2 separate regions of the Oryctolagus cuniculus genome follow, and region 1 is linked to region 2. Evidence: chromatin contacts called from public Micro-C data. All regions are on one chromosome and are shown on one strand. Each heading gives the region's core, a stretch centred on a gene start, on an enhancer-like site or on the middle of the called end of the contact. The rest is flanking DNA. Distances are from core to core; before and after follow the strand shown. Region 1 holds the start of TMEM41B (transmembrane protein 41B). Region 2 holds the start of ZNF143 (zinc finger protein 143).

Region 1 (6,550 bases), core at 1,926-4,425, 130 kb after region 2:
CTTGTAGTCTTAGTACAATTACTCCCTTCAACTTCCTGAAGCAGAAACTCTCCAAATACTGAGTCCCTTCCCTATCACTAAGATCCCCATCTAATTAGGACACTAAGTCCCCTGGATTCTACTTTAACATTTCTAGTATTCCAGAAAGGCATGTCCCACATAAAATTATCTATGGGTATTAATATCAGAGATAATTTTAATGTTTTTCTGACTGATAATTTGCTTTGTCAATACTGTTCTGGAATGACTGCATTTACTCATGTAATTAAAGTAATAAAAATGTATGTGGGCTGGCGCTGCGGTACAGCAGGTTAACGCCCTGGCCTGAAGCGCCTGCAACCCATATGGGCACTGGTTCGAGACCCGGCTGCTCCACTTCCAATCAAGCTCTCTGCTATGGCTTGGGAAAGCAGCAGAAGATGGCCCAAGTCCTTGGGCCCCTGCACCCATGTGAGAGACCCAGAAGAAGTTCCTGGCTCCTGGCATCGGATGGGTGCAGCTCCGGCCGTTGTAGCCAGTTGGGGAGTGAACCATCAGATGGAAGACTTCTCTCTCTTTCTGCCTCTCCTCTCTGTGTAACTCTGACTTTCAAATAAATAAATAAATAAATAAATATTTTTAAAAAGTAATAAAAGTTTGAAAACAGTTTTTCTCATTCATCACCTTATATATGATATTTTTTCTTTGTTTCCAGGCCACAATCCTGGCTCAAGCCAGTATAATTACGGTAACTTTGTAACCTCCCTTTCTGTTGCTGTTGTGACACTCTTTCAGTTTTACTTTAATAAGTCTTCTCCAGTGAAAAGTTCTTCAATGGCTTCATGTATCTTTGAGGATTAAGTTCAAGCTTTCAGGCTTTGTGATAAAATCCTACTCCTATCTCTCTTTCTGGTCTCCTGCCCTTTGTTTCAGACTTAAAAAAATAAATACATATATATATATATGTATTATTTATGTATTTATTGGAAAAGCAGAGTGACAGAGGGAGACAAGATAGTTTTTTTTTTTTAAAGATTTATTTATTTGAAAGACAGAGTTACAAAAATGAGAGAGAGAGAGAGAAGTCTTCCATAATGGCTGGAGCTGGGCCAATTGAAGCCAGGAGCTTCTTGTGGGTCCCATGGGGGGGGGGGGGAGAAGAGGGAGAAAGAAGAAGAAGAAGAGATGAAGAGAAGAAGAAGGGGAGGAGGAGAGAAGAGAGAGGAGAGAGAGAGACAAAGAAAAATAAAAAGAGAAAAGAGGAGGGGGGAAAGAGAGAGGAGAGAGAGAGGAGGGAGAAAGGAGGAGAGAGAGAGAGAGAGAGAGAGAGAGAGAGAGAGAGAGAGAGAGATCTTCCATCTGCTGGCCACAATAACCAGAGATGGGCCTTGCCAAAGCCATCTGGGGCTCTTAGATGGATGGCGATCCACTACCTTCCCGGGTACATTAGTAGGAAGCTGGATGGGAAAGGGAATATCTGAGACTTGAACCAAACTCACACTCCAATATGAGATGCTGGTATCACAAATGGCAGCTTAATCTGCCGTGCCACCATGCTGGCCCTCAGGTTGTTGATTATTGGCTGCCTTTTTTGTGTGTGTGAATTGATGATTCATGTTCATCGCTCTTTTTCCTATTGAGTTATGATATTCTTACTGACATAGTAATTCTTATTTGTGTGGCTAATTCTTTTCTCAGTCTTTTTTTATATTTAGAGATTACTTTTGTTTTTGCTGTAAATTTTTGGTTTTTAATAAATTTTCTTTATATATTATATTTATATGAAAGGCAGAGAGAGACACACACACAGACAGAGGTCTCCCACCTGCTGGTTGACTCTCCAAATGCCTACACCAGCCAGCACTGGGACAGACCTAATCAGTAGCCAGGAACTCAGTCTGGGCCTCACAGGTGGGTGGCAGGAACCCCGGTACTTGAGCCATTCATTACCTCTTGCCTCCCTAGAATTCAGGCACTCCAATATGGAGTTAGAGTCTTAACTGCTGTGTTAAATACCTGCCCCACTAGTCTTTTTTTTATGTAGTAAAATACATCAAATGTATTCTAAATAATTTTGCTTCTTACTCATTAAGACCTACCTTACTCTAAAGATGCACATTTACCTGCTTGTGCATTTTTTCTAATATTGTTATTTTAGTTTTTCCAGTTATGTCTTGGAATGTTTTTGCACCATCCACATTATTAGTCTCCTTGTAAATGATTTTCTATGATTGAAAATTCAGTAAGTTAATTGAATGCCCACAATGGTACTCAAAAAGATAAGGTCCCTGACTTAATAACACTTATATTCTTGAGGTGGAGGTGCAAAATAAGTAACTCATGTAAGTATTGTTTTTAATAATGACTACGCAGGAAATAAAATGGGGAAGTATCTCTTTGGAGACCTCAGAAGTAGACAAAGGACATTTACACAATACCATCAAATGAGTCTTCTATAATTTACTTAGCCATTTTCCCTTACTGTCGGTTTTTAGATTTCTTGCACATTCTTGCCATTATACTAATAAATACTATTGATCAGAACAAATCCTTCTGCACGTTTGTTTTCATTGAGTAATTTCCTGGAGCTGTAACTGTGCCTGAATAGGAACAATCAGAATATTTTTATACATTGCCACGTTTGCGTTTAAGAGGGAGTTCCAATAGTCAGCTATGACAGCAAGCTGAATGCTGCTCTGAGGGGTAGGAATAGAAATGTCTAAAAGGTAAGTTTGGGTTCAGCAAGAAGAAAAGCTAAGTGTAATGACCCGGATTTACTAGTGAGGTTGGGCAGGACGATGGTAAGTACTTGCTCGGAAGCAAGAAAAACCGGATTCTAAATCCACTTCTGCCACCCTGTGACCTTCACAGGTTATAGCGCCTCCCGAAGCCTTAGCTTCCTGAAATGCAGTTAGATCGCGATCAGGCTTTTCTTCCCACCATCTTCAGATCACGCATTCTCTACCCCTTCCGATTCTCGACACCTGCTCGTGCAATTGGCGTACAAAACAATGGAGTGAACCGTCAGCCGCGAAACGCCTACTAATCACTGGCAAGTACTTCCGGCGGCAGGGACAAAGGCTTTGAAGTGCTTGGGACCGCACTTCCGGCTCTTTCAAGCTGCGCAATTCCACACCGTGCGCGAGCCGCAGCCTGGTGACTTGGGGGCCGCGAGTGCGCATGCTCCCCTCAGGCGAGGGGCGGGGCCGCGAACGGGGCGGGGCCGGACCCTGACTTGTCTCACGGTTACTGGGCCGGCGCGAGCGCGCGAGGCTTGGGGGCGGGGCGGGGCGGAGCCTAGTCCTAGTCTGCCCGCCCTGCGGGTCTCTGAGCGTCACGGTGCTCCGGGGCCAGAGGTCCTGTCAGGTGAGGAGGTCGCGCCGGCAGAGGCTCTGGCTGTGGCAACTCGGTGCTGGAAGCTCTTGCCGGGGGAGTTTAGTTGTTAAGTGGGCGCGGCACCACCCCGCTCGCTCCTTCCCTTGTGGCAGCCATGGCGAAAGGCAGAGTCGTCGAACGATCGTCGACGGAGGCGCCGCACACGACCCCAGTGAGAGATGGGGCAGCGAGGACGCGAGGTCCCGCGGCGTCAGGTAGCGGAGACCACCTGAAGGGTGAGTGGGCCCGGGAACCGGAGCTGGGGCTGGCCCGGGGGCGCCAGTGTTCCTGGGGGCCGCCCGCGGGGAGAGTTCCTCGGTGGGTCTGGCGGACTTGTGGGGAGAGTGGGGGCCTGCTGACGCCCGCGGGCGAGCGCACAGGGAGTGGGGGGCTTGGGCTGGGGCCCCGCGCAGTGCTTGGCCGGCCACCCATTGGATTTGTTGTAATTTTTTTTTTTTTTCAATTGAATTCAGTTAAGAGAAGGAATGACACTGTCTTGACGCTCAGGGAGCTCGCAAGGTTGATGATAAACCTAGGCAGAGCTGGAAGGAACATTAGCGCTCGCTGCGTTTTTACGGATGAATAAACAGGCTCAGGGTGTATTTGGCTTGTGCAGATTCCCAAAGTGGTAGTTAGGAACAGAATTTACTGCTAGGTACCACTTCCAGGTGATAAGAGTTCCTGGAGTCGAGTCCATTCCCTTCCGTTTACTTATGACTTTGGACTCGTTGGGGATAATAGTAGTATCTATTTAATAAATTGGTACATGGGCTACATGAAATAATTAATGTAAAGGAATTAAATAATGCTGGGCCTGTGTGAGAGGGGACTAAATAAATGTTAGCAATTACTATTATGGCTCATTCTAAAGTTCTTTTTCCCCCAGTACACCATCCTGGCATTTTTCAGAGTCCTGAATACCTAGAAACTAAAAACTTTGATTCCATCCTGGCGTGGAACTCTTTGTCACTTTCCAGATGAAATGATTAAGCTCTTTAAATGCTTTTAAAGCTCATGAATTGAAGTGATCTTAACAAATCACCATTAAGTTGTCTGCAGTTCTGTCACTGTGATGGCTAAAGAGAAGATCTTTGGAGAGTGTATAGCGGAAATGTTAATGTAATTTTCAAATAATTCAAGATGTTTTCAGCATTCTAATTTGACTCTTCAAGCTTTATATATTTGGTTACTTTTGTGAATGATAGACTATAGAGCCAAATAACTTAATGTAGCTTCAGAAAATCAAATGAATCCAGTTTTTTTTTTTTTTAATATTTGCTTATTTATTTGAAAGTCAGTTACACAGATCTTTCTAACTGGTTCATTCCCCAAATGTCTGCAACAGCTGGGCCAGGTGGAAGCCAGGAGCTTCATCTGGGTTTCCCACATGGGTGCAGGGGCCCAAGCACTTGGGCCATCATCCGCTGCTTTCCCAGGCACATTAACAGGGAGCTGGATCAGAAGTGGAACAGCTGAGACTCAAACTGCTGCCTATATGGGATGCCAGCATCAGAGGTGGTGGCTTAATCCAATACACCACACTACTGGCTCCGTGAATTGGTTTTTAAAGTATAAATCTAGGGGCTGATGCTGTGGAAGTGGGTAAAGCTACTGCCTGCAGTGCTGGCATCCCATAAGGGCACCGGTTCGAGTCCTGGCTGCTCTACTTCCTATCTACCTCTCTGCTATGGCCTGGGAAAGCAGTAGAAGATGGCCCAAATCCTTGGGCCCCTGTACCCACGTGGGAGACCCAAGGACTTGGGCCATCTTCTACTGCTTTCCCAGGCACAGCAGAGAGCTGGATCGATCGGAAGTGGAGCAGCCAGAACTTGAACTGGTGCCTATATGGGATGCCCGCACTGCAGGACTCGGCTTTATGTACCCTGAGCCACCATGTTTTAATGATTCCCTATTTTTTCTTCTTTCCTTTCTCTCTCTTTTAATGTTGGTAATTCTCTTGATAGGCAAATGATTTTTGTGGCCCTCTTACCTGATAGGGTTTGGTGGTAATCTGTTGATGTGATGGCATTAGTAACTACTTAGCATCTGATTTTGCAAGATTTGAAGAACAGCTTTTATTAATTGTAGGTGGTAATTTAGGATACAGAAAAAGTAGACTTTGAAGAGAAAGGTTTTTGTAACCCTTGAGAAATTCATAGTAATAGAATGTTCTTGTAAATTCCATGTCACTTTAAATGAATATATATATATTAAAGATTTATTTATGTATTTATAAGTCAGAATTACAGAGAGAGGGAGAGAGAGATCTTCATTTGCTCGTTCATACCCCAAATGGCTGCAATGGCTGGGGCTGGGCCAGGCTGAAGCCAGGAGCTTCCTCCAGTTCCCCCACGTGGATGCAGGGTCCTAAGCACTTGGGCCATCCTCTGCTACTTTCTCAGACACATTAGGAAGTGGAGCAAGCAGGACATGAACTGGTGCTCATGTGGGATGCTGGGGCTGCAGATGGCGGTTTAACCTGCTGTACCACAGCACCAGCCTCAAAGGAATTCTCTCTCCCTCTCCTGTCACTCTGCCTTTTAAATAGATAAATAAACCCTTTTTTTTTTTTTTAATTTATTTATTTATTTGAAAGGCAGAGCTACAGAGAGGCAGAGAAAGAGAAAGGTCTTCTATTTGCTGGTTCACTCTCCAGATGGCCGCAACAGCCGGAGCTTTGCCGATCTCAAGCCAGGAGCCAGGAGCTTCTTCCAGGTCTCCCACACGGATGCAAGGGCCCAAGGACTTGGGTCATCTTCTGCTGCTTTCCCAGGCCACAGCAGAGAGCTGGATCAGTAGTGGAGCAACTGAGACTCCAACCGGTGCCCAAATGGGATGCCTGCATTGCAGGTGGTGGCTTTACCCATTATGCCCCTAAATAAACGAAAAAAAAATGTTTTATTCTTTTAGTGGATTTGTTGCTATGACTCTGGTCATGTTTAAGATTTGAGTCTAATAGACTGTTGACCACTTTGAAGAATTGAGCAGCAACCCTGAAAGTCTAATAATTCTTGCATGATAGGGAAAGGTGAGAGCAGACAAGAAGTAGAACTTGTTAAGAAGCTTTTAACCTAATCTACGTTTAAGGGTATTTAGACCAGAATATATTCTTTTTTTTTTTTTTTTTTTTGGACAGGCAGAGTGGACAGTGAGAGAGAGAGACAGAGAGAAAGGTCTTCCTTTGCTGTTGGTTCAC
Region 2 (6,489 bases), core at 79-2,578:
CTGTGGTGATGGCTGTAGAAATATGAATGTGTATGTTAAATTATCTCATTATCACTGTAAATGGTGAATTCTAAGTTATGTGACTTACATCAATAAAACTTAATTTTTTAAATGAAGGTTGTTGAAAAAAACGGGCGATTAAAGAATCCCAAATACTCAAAATACGCCAGGATAACATTATACATCCAATCAATGATTTGGGTGATCTACTCATGTTATTTCTTTACCACATTTAACAATGAACTTAAACTAGTACTCTAAAAGAAAAAAACTATGAAATACTAATCAGGTTTTTGTCAACTACAGCAAACACGCACCTTTTATTAAAGACAAAGCCGACTATAACGTGAAACCTACAATGTCTCACCACATCCCCAAGTTGACTATACCGGCTGATTTAGAAAAGTCCAAAGGCTGGGCTAATTTTAAACAAATAATGGGTCTGCAATGATGTTCTTCCCTACTCTCTTCGTTATAATGTGCAAAAAAACAAAGAGGGAAGGGAAAAAACCTGGCTCACGTCCCACTATCAAACGCTATAAAATAAATATACAGACTTGTTCACTCTGGCCAAAACTGGGGAAAAGGAATTATAATAAAATTGGCAATTTTTTATATTCTATGATAGGCCTCAGCGACCTTTCAAAAAAACCTAAAGTACGCAGGGGAAACAAGAAATCTGTCCACGATCCTGTTAGGAGAAATTCTGGGTGCGACCCGTAGGCAAGTCCCAAGCGGGCCTTGGGCCAATCCTGCCGCCGGCGCCAGCCGCGAACCGTGGGCCCGGAGTCCGAGCTGAAGAACTCCGCCTCGGCGTGCCTGGGGACTCGATCCGCGCGGAGGTCAGGCCGAGAAACGCCACCAGGCTCCCGAGGGCTCCACCCTCCCCGCCTTCTCTCCCTCCCCTCAGCGGTCCCCTGAGGGGAACAGGCGGGGCGCAGTGCGCTGAGACGAGGCGGGGGGGGGGGGGGGGGGTGTTGCGTCCTCAGCGAGAAAAGCTCCGCCGCCCCAGAGTGGCCGCCGCGGGTTATTAATAAACTCCCTTCTGCCCAGGCGCCGCTACCGAGGCCGGCCGTAGGATCGGCAGGGCCTGTGGCTAAGGCTTAGGAGCCGGAGCTGGAGCCCGGGCCCAAGCGGGCCCGCGCCGCCGCGGTGAGGGCGGCGGCCGGGCGGAGAATAATGCACACTGGGTAAAAACACATTTATATACGAACCTCCGAGAAAATTTTCCAACAATTCCTTCGTCCGACCACCATGCACCAGGACAGGAAACAGCCGTCCGGCCCCCAGGCCCCGCAACCCGCATAGCGAAACTGAGACCCGCCCCCATCCTCCATTGGGCTGCCACTACGTCACTCACTGGTCGAGTTCGGCTTGCCATTGGCCCACAGGTAGCTGACGCAAAAGGAAACCGCCTTAGCGACGTCCCCTCCTCTTGACGTCAGCCAAACCTGGCCTTACAACCCGCGCTTGAATGGCTGGCGCCAAGTGCGGAATCAAAGCTCCTGTATCTGACTGGTTCGCAGAACCGCTCATCCCAGACCGACACCGCCTTACTGACAAGTGAATTATGCTGATTCTGGGGCCCCAGCGGGAGGCGCCATTTTGTAGCGAGGGAGGGAGGCTGGTCCTTGTGATCACCCGTGAGGGAGAAGGGGTGACGGGCGCCATTTTCCCCGCAGGGGCGAGGAGGCGGCCTTGGAACTCCCGGTGGGCTTGCCGGATCGCGTTCTGGAGAACGGCTGGGCTTAGCCTAGTGATTGCTGAATGTTCGGTTGGGAGGGTAAAGGAAGTGGGGGAGTAGGAAAGACCTGACCGCTCTCTTAGGGCTTTTGCTGCCGGCTTGAGGCCGTTAGTCTGGGGCGAGGGCTATGCTTTCTTCTTTGCTGTATGCCGGTGACTGGCTTCCAAGCCGTCCTGTGCTTCCCCACTCACCGTGGGCTATCACCATGCAGTGGGAGGGTGATCCTTCGTCTCCTGCGGAACCTCCGGCGGAGCTTGGCCGCTGGCCGGCGGGTCTTGGACTTCGCGCACAGGCACTGTGAATGCTTCTGAGCCTCAATATATTTTCGGCTCAGGATTTGAAGTTGTTTGAAATAGTGTCACTATGTTCTTTTCCTTTTGGGGCTTGGCAAACTAAAACAGGGTGGGGAACGCATTCAGTCGGGCTCTCTAAACCCATGCGTACGAATTAGTTGTGGCAAGTGTGATAATGTTTCTTTTCGGTCTGAATCCAATCCGTTTCTAAAACACTGGAAATACTAGCCGAGTCGGGTATTCGGTAGATGCTCATTTGCTTTGGCAGCCAGACCAAGTAAACAGATTTGTTAACTTGGGCGTGCAAGGTGTGGTTGAGTTATTGAAACAGTGAGGAGGTTGACCCGCTGTAACAGATTTGGGTTCTGCTTGGGAAAGATGTTTGATTTAGTGTTTGCATTTCAGATAATTATGAAATGGACAGGCGGTTAAGTCAAAAAGATATTTAAAATAGCCAATCCTGTCAAAGATAGTTAATTTACAACACTGCCTTTTTTTTTTTCCCCTTTTCCTGATTAAGCTGGCCCTAACCAAGGTGTAGTTGCATAATTCATACCCCCCCACCCCCGTTCCAGGGACATATATTGTTCAGAAGATTAAAGTAGCTCTGATTACTTTTTCAGGCCCTTAAAAATATGACCTATATTTAGGATTAGGTCACGAGAAACTGGAGGGTTTTTGCTCTTTGAATACTCCTACCCAATAGATAACCTTTTAAGTAGAGTTGATGAAGAAAGTCAAGTTTTTTAATTTATACTGTCTGTATTTTCTGGGTGTTTTATTTATTTATAAAGATTTATTTTTAATTATTTGAAAGAGTTAGAGAGAGAGGTAGAGACAGAGAGGTCTTCCATCCGCTGGTTCACTCCCCAGATGGCCACAGCAGCTGAAGCTACGCTGATCCAAAGCCAGGAGCCAGGAGTTTCTGGGTCTCAGGTGGGTGCAGGAGCCCAAGGACTTGGGTCATCTTCCACTGCTTTCCCAGGCCGTAGCAGAGAGCTGGATCAGAAGAGGAGCAGCCCATATGGGATGCTGGCGCCTCAGGCCAGGGCTTTAACCCACTGTGCCACAGCATCGGCCCCAATATTCATTTTATATGTTTAGAGTTACTGAGAGGGTGAGACAGATCTTCCATCTGGTGATTCACTCCCCAAATAGCTTCAATGGCAGGAGCTGGGCCAGTCCAAAGCAAGGAGCCAGGAGCTTCTGGGTCTACCAGAAGTGCAGAGGCCAAGCACTTGGGATGGGAAGTGGAGCGGGTCCCCTATGGGATGCTGATGCTGCAGGTAGCAGCTTTACCCACTTAAACCATAGTGCTGCCCCCTCAGTAGTTCCTAGATGTAATTAAGTCTAGTTTTCAGCAGTGGTCACATAATGGATGATGGAACAAGGACATAAACCTCAGCCATTCTCGCTCATTGCCCAAAGAGATAAAAATTTATTCCTTGTCCTTTAATTTCAATTAGTTCTCACACCCTATTGCCTTCATACCCCAATTCTGCATTTTTTCCAGGTTCCCAAGGCCCAACACAGCCACCTGAAAGACCTGTGCTAGGAATTCACCAATACTTGCTACCCCCACCCACAACCCTAGCTCTTCTAAAATAGAAAAAGGCCCGGCCCCTGGGGACCCAGGCATTCTGCCACGTGTTCCATCAATGTGAGCAGCAGCAGTTGGTCACCACCTCTGTGAATTTATTTTCTCTGAATAAATTAAGTCTGGCTATAGATTTCATACACTGCCTCGCTATTCTGTGCCGCTTTTCCTAACATTTTAGGTGCCCCACGTAAGGTGGCACCAATCTGCGCTTTTCTTAATGGGTACTTCCAGAAATAAAAGCAGATTTCAAAATCATATCCGAGAGGAAAAATACTTGAGACAAAGTGAGAAGTTTCTGTTTTTGGAAAGTTAAACTATATCTCCAAATGAACTAAAACATTAAAAAATATATTAATTTGGAGGCCACTGCCTGCAGTGCTGGCATCCCATATAGGCGCCGGTTTGAGTCCTGGCGGCTCCACTTCTGATCCAGCTCCCTGCTATGAAGAGGAGCAGCTGGGTCTTAAACCGGCACCCATTTATGGGATGCCAGCACTGCAGGCTGCTGCTTTACCCACCATGCCACAGCACTGGCTGCTTAAAATATATTCAACTTGAAGGTGCTTAGAGGCACAAAATTTTTAATTTTGGTGAAATGTAACCTATGTACACCATTCCCTAATCCCAAATCATGAACATTGGTTTTTTTTTTTTCCTAAGAATGTTATAATTTTGTCATAAAAATTTTTATCTATTTTTATGTATAGTAAAAAGGACTGTTTTCCACATAGACATCTCAGAGCCACTTGTGCATTATTTTTTATTTTTCTATTTTTTAAAAAATATTTTTATCTGAAAGAGGTAGAGAGAGGAGAGGCAGAGAGAGAGAGGTCTTCCACCCGATGGTTCACTCCCTAGTTGGCCGCAACAACCAGAGCTGTGCCGATCTGAAGCCAGGAGATTCTTCACATGGGTGCAGAGGCCCAAGGACTAGGGCCATCCTCCAACTGCTTTCCCAGGCCATAGCAGAGTGCTGGATCAGAAGTGGAGCAGCTGGATCTCAAACTGATGCCCACATGGGATGCCGGTGCTTCAGACCAGGTGTTAACCTGCTGCGCCACAGCGCCAGCCCGTTATTTTATCTAAATCATGTTCTTTTTCAAGATTGTTTTGGCTTTTGTATATCTTTTTAAAAACAAAAATATTTATTTTAAAGTCAATTACAGGGAAAGTGAGAGATCTTCCATCTGCTGGCTCACTCCCCAGATGACTGCAATGGCCAGGGTGGGGCCAGGCCAAAGCTAGGAGCCAGGAGCTTCTTCTTGGTTTCGCACTGAACAGTTGGGGCAGCTGCCTTCTCAGGCACATTAGCAAGGAGTTGGATCAGAGGTGAAGCACCTGGGACTCAAACCAGCATCCATATGGGCTACCAGTGTTGCAGGCAGTGGCTTAACCCACAATACTGGCCTCATCCTTGGAGTTTCTACATTGATTTTAGGGTAAGTATGGCAACACCTGTGGTTAAAAAAAATGGTAACCATTTTGTAGGGATTACATCAAATCTCTAAGTCAGTTTGGTTGTTGCCATATTCACAATATTGGCTTCCAATTCATGAATATGGGATGTCATTTCATTTATGTAGCTCTTTCAATACTGTTGAAAAACTTGCTAAATTTCATTATTTTTATTAAAATGGTGGGGCCAGTGCTGTGGCAGAGGGTAAAGCCACCGCCTGCACTGCTGGCATCCCATATGGCACCAGTTTGAGTCCAGGCTGCTCCACTTCCTATGTAACTCTCTGCTATGAGCTGGGAAAGCAGTGGAGGATGGCTGGCCCTAGTCCTTGGGCCCTTGCACCCATATGGGAGACTCTTAAGAAGCTCCTGATCAGCGTAGCTCTGGCCATTGTGAACCACTCGATGGAAGACCTCTTTCCTTCTTTCTCTGTGTAACTCTTTCAAGTAAATAAATCTACCTTAAAAAAAATGCATTTTCTTAAATATCATGTATTGCTACTAAGTGGAAATACAGCTGGTTTGTGTATATTTTCTCTTGCCTAATTAAAGTGGCTAAAACACACAGTGTAGTGTTGAAGAGGACATTCTTATTCTTGATTTTAGGAAGAAACTTTTTTAGCCTTTCACCAGTAACTATATTCACTTTAGGGTTTAGTAGATGTTGAGAAAGTTCTTTCTTTTTCTCATTTTTTCTTTTGAGAGGCAGACAGATGCAGCTGTCTGATGATTAAAGCTGGTAGTTGCAAACTAAAATTTAGATCTCCCACCCTTGGCAAGAACCCTATTGAGCTATCACTGCTGTCTCCCTGGGTCTGCATCATCAGCAAGCTGAAGCCAGGAGCTACAACTGGGTATTAAACCCAGGCATTCCAATATGGGACACAAGCATCTTGTTGCTAAAAAAGAAAAAAAATTTTAAAGAAACTTTAAGAGATTCTAATAGGAAGCATTTAGAATATAGGGTTTTGGCCCACGCTGCAGCTCAATAAGCTAATCCTCCGCCTGCGGCGCCAGCACCCAGGGTTCTAGTCCTGGTTGGGGTGCCAGATTCTGTCCTGGTTGCTCCTCTTCCTGTCCAGCTCTCTGCTGTGGCCCAGGAAAGCAGTGGATGGCCCAAGTCCTTGGGCCCTGCACCTGCATGGGAGACCAGGAGAAGCACCTGGCTCCTGGCTTCAGATCAGCGCAGTGCGCTGGCTGCAGTGGCCATTAGAGGGTGAACCAACGTAAAAAAAGGAAGACCTTTCTGTCTGTCTCTACCTCTCTCACTGTCCACTCTGCCTGTCCAAAAGAAAAAAAAAAAAAAAAATATAGGGTTTCAGGGGCCAGCCCTGTGACTCAGCAGGTTAACTCCCTGGACTGAAGTGCTGGCATCCAATGTGGGCGCCGGTTCGAGA

Evidence for each region. Hi-C and Micro-C count contacts between places; a contact is called where the count stands out from the background.
Region 1: a Micro-C map of ear pinna shows a contact between it and region 2, with 8 times the contacts expected there. The contact joins the promoter of TMEM41B here to the promoter of ZNF143 in region 2. A contact is called at or near these places in 2 of 6 Hi-C or Micro-C datasets (ear pinna and psoas muscle).

Annotation. Positions count from the first base shown.
Region 1 is chr1:56,796,934-56,803,483 of mOryCun1.1, forward strand. TMEM41B (transmembrane protein 41B) reads left to right here and starts at 3,176. Exons shown (of 6, transcript XR_011388528.1): 1 at 3,176-3,590.
Region 2 is chr1:56,665,231-56,671,719 of mOryCun1.1, forward strand. ZNF143 (zinc finger protein 143) reads right to left here and starts at 1,329. Exons shown (of 17, transcript XM_070073529.1): 1 at 1,215-1,329. LOC127484355 (a long non-coding RNA gene) reads left to right here and starts at 1,430. Exons shown (of 3, transcript XR_007911244.2): 1 at 1,430-1,563. It overlaps LOC138849587 (a long non-coding RNA gene), which reads left to right and starts at 1,618. Exons shown (of 3, transcript XR_011388524.1): 1 at 1,618-1,710; 2 at 2,855-2,973; 3 at 3,551-3,769.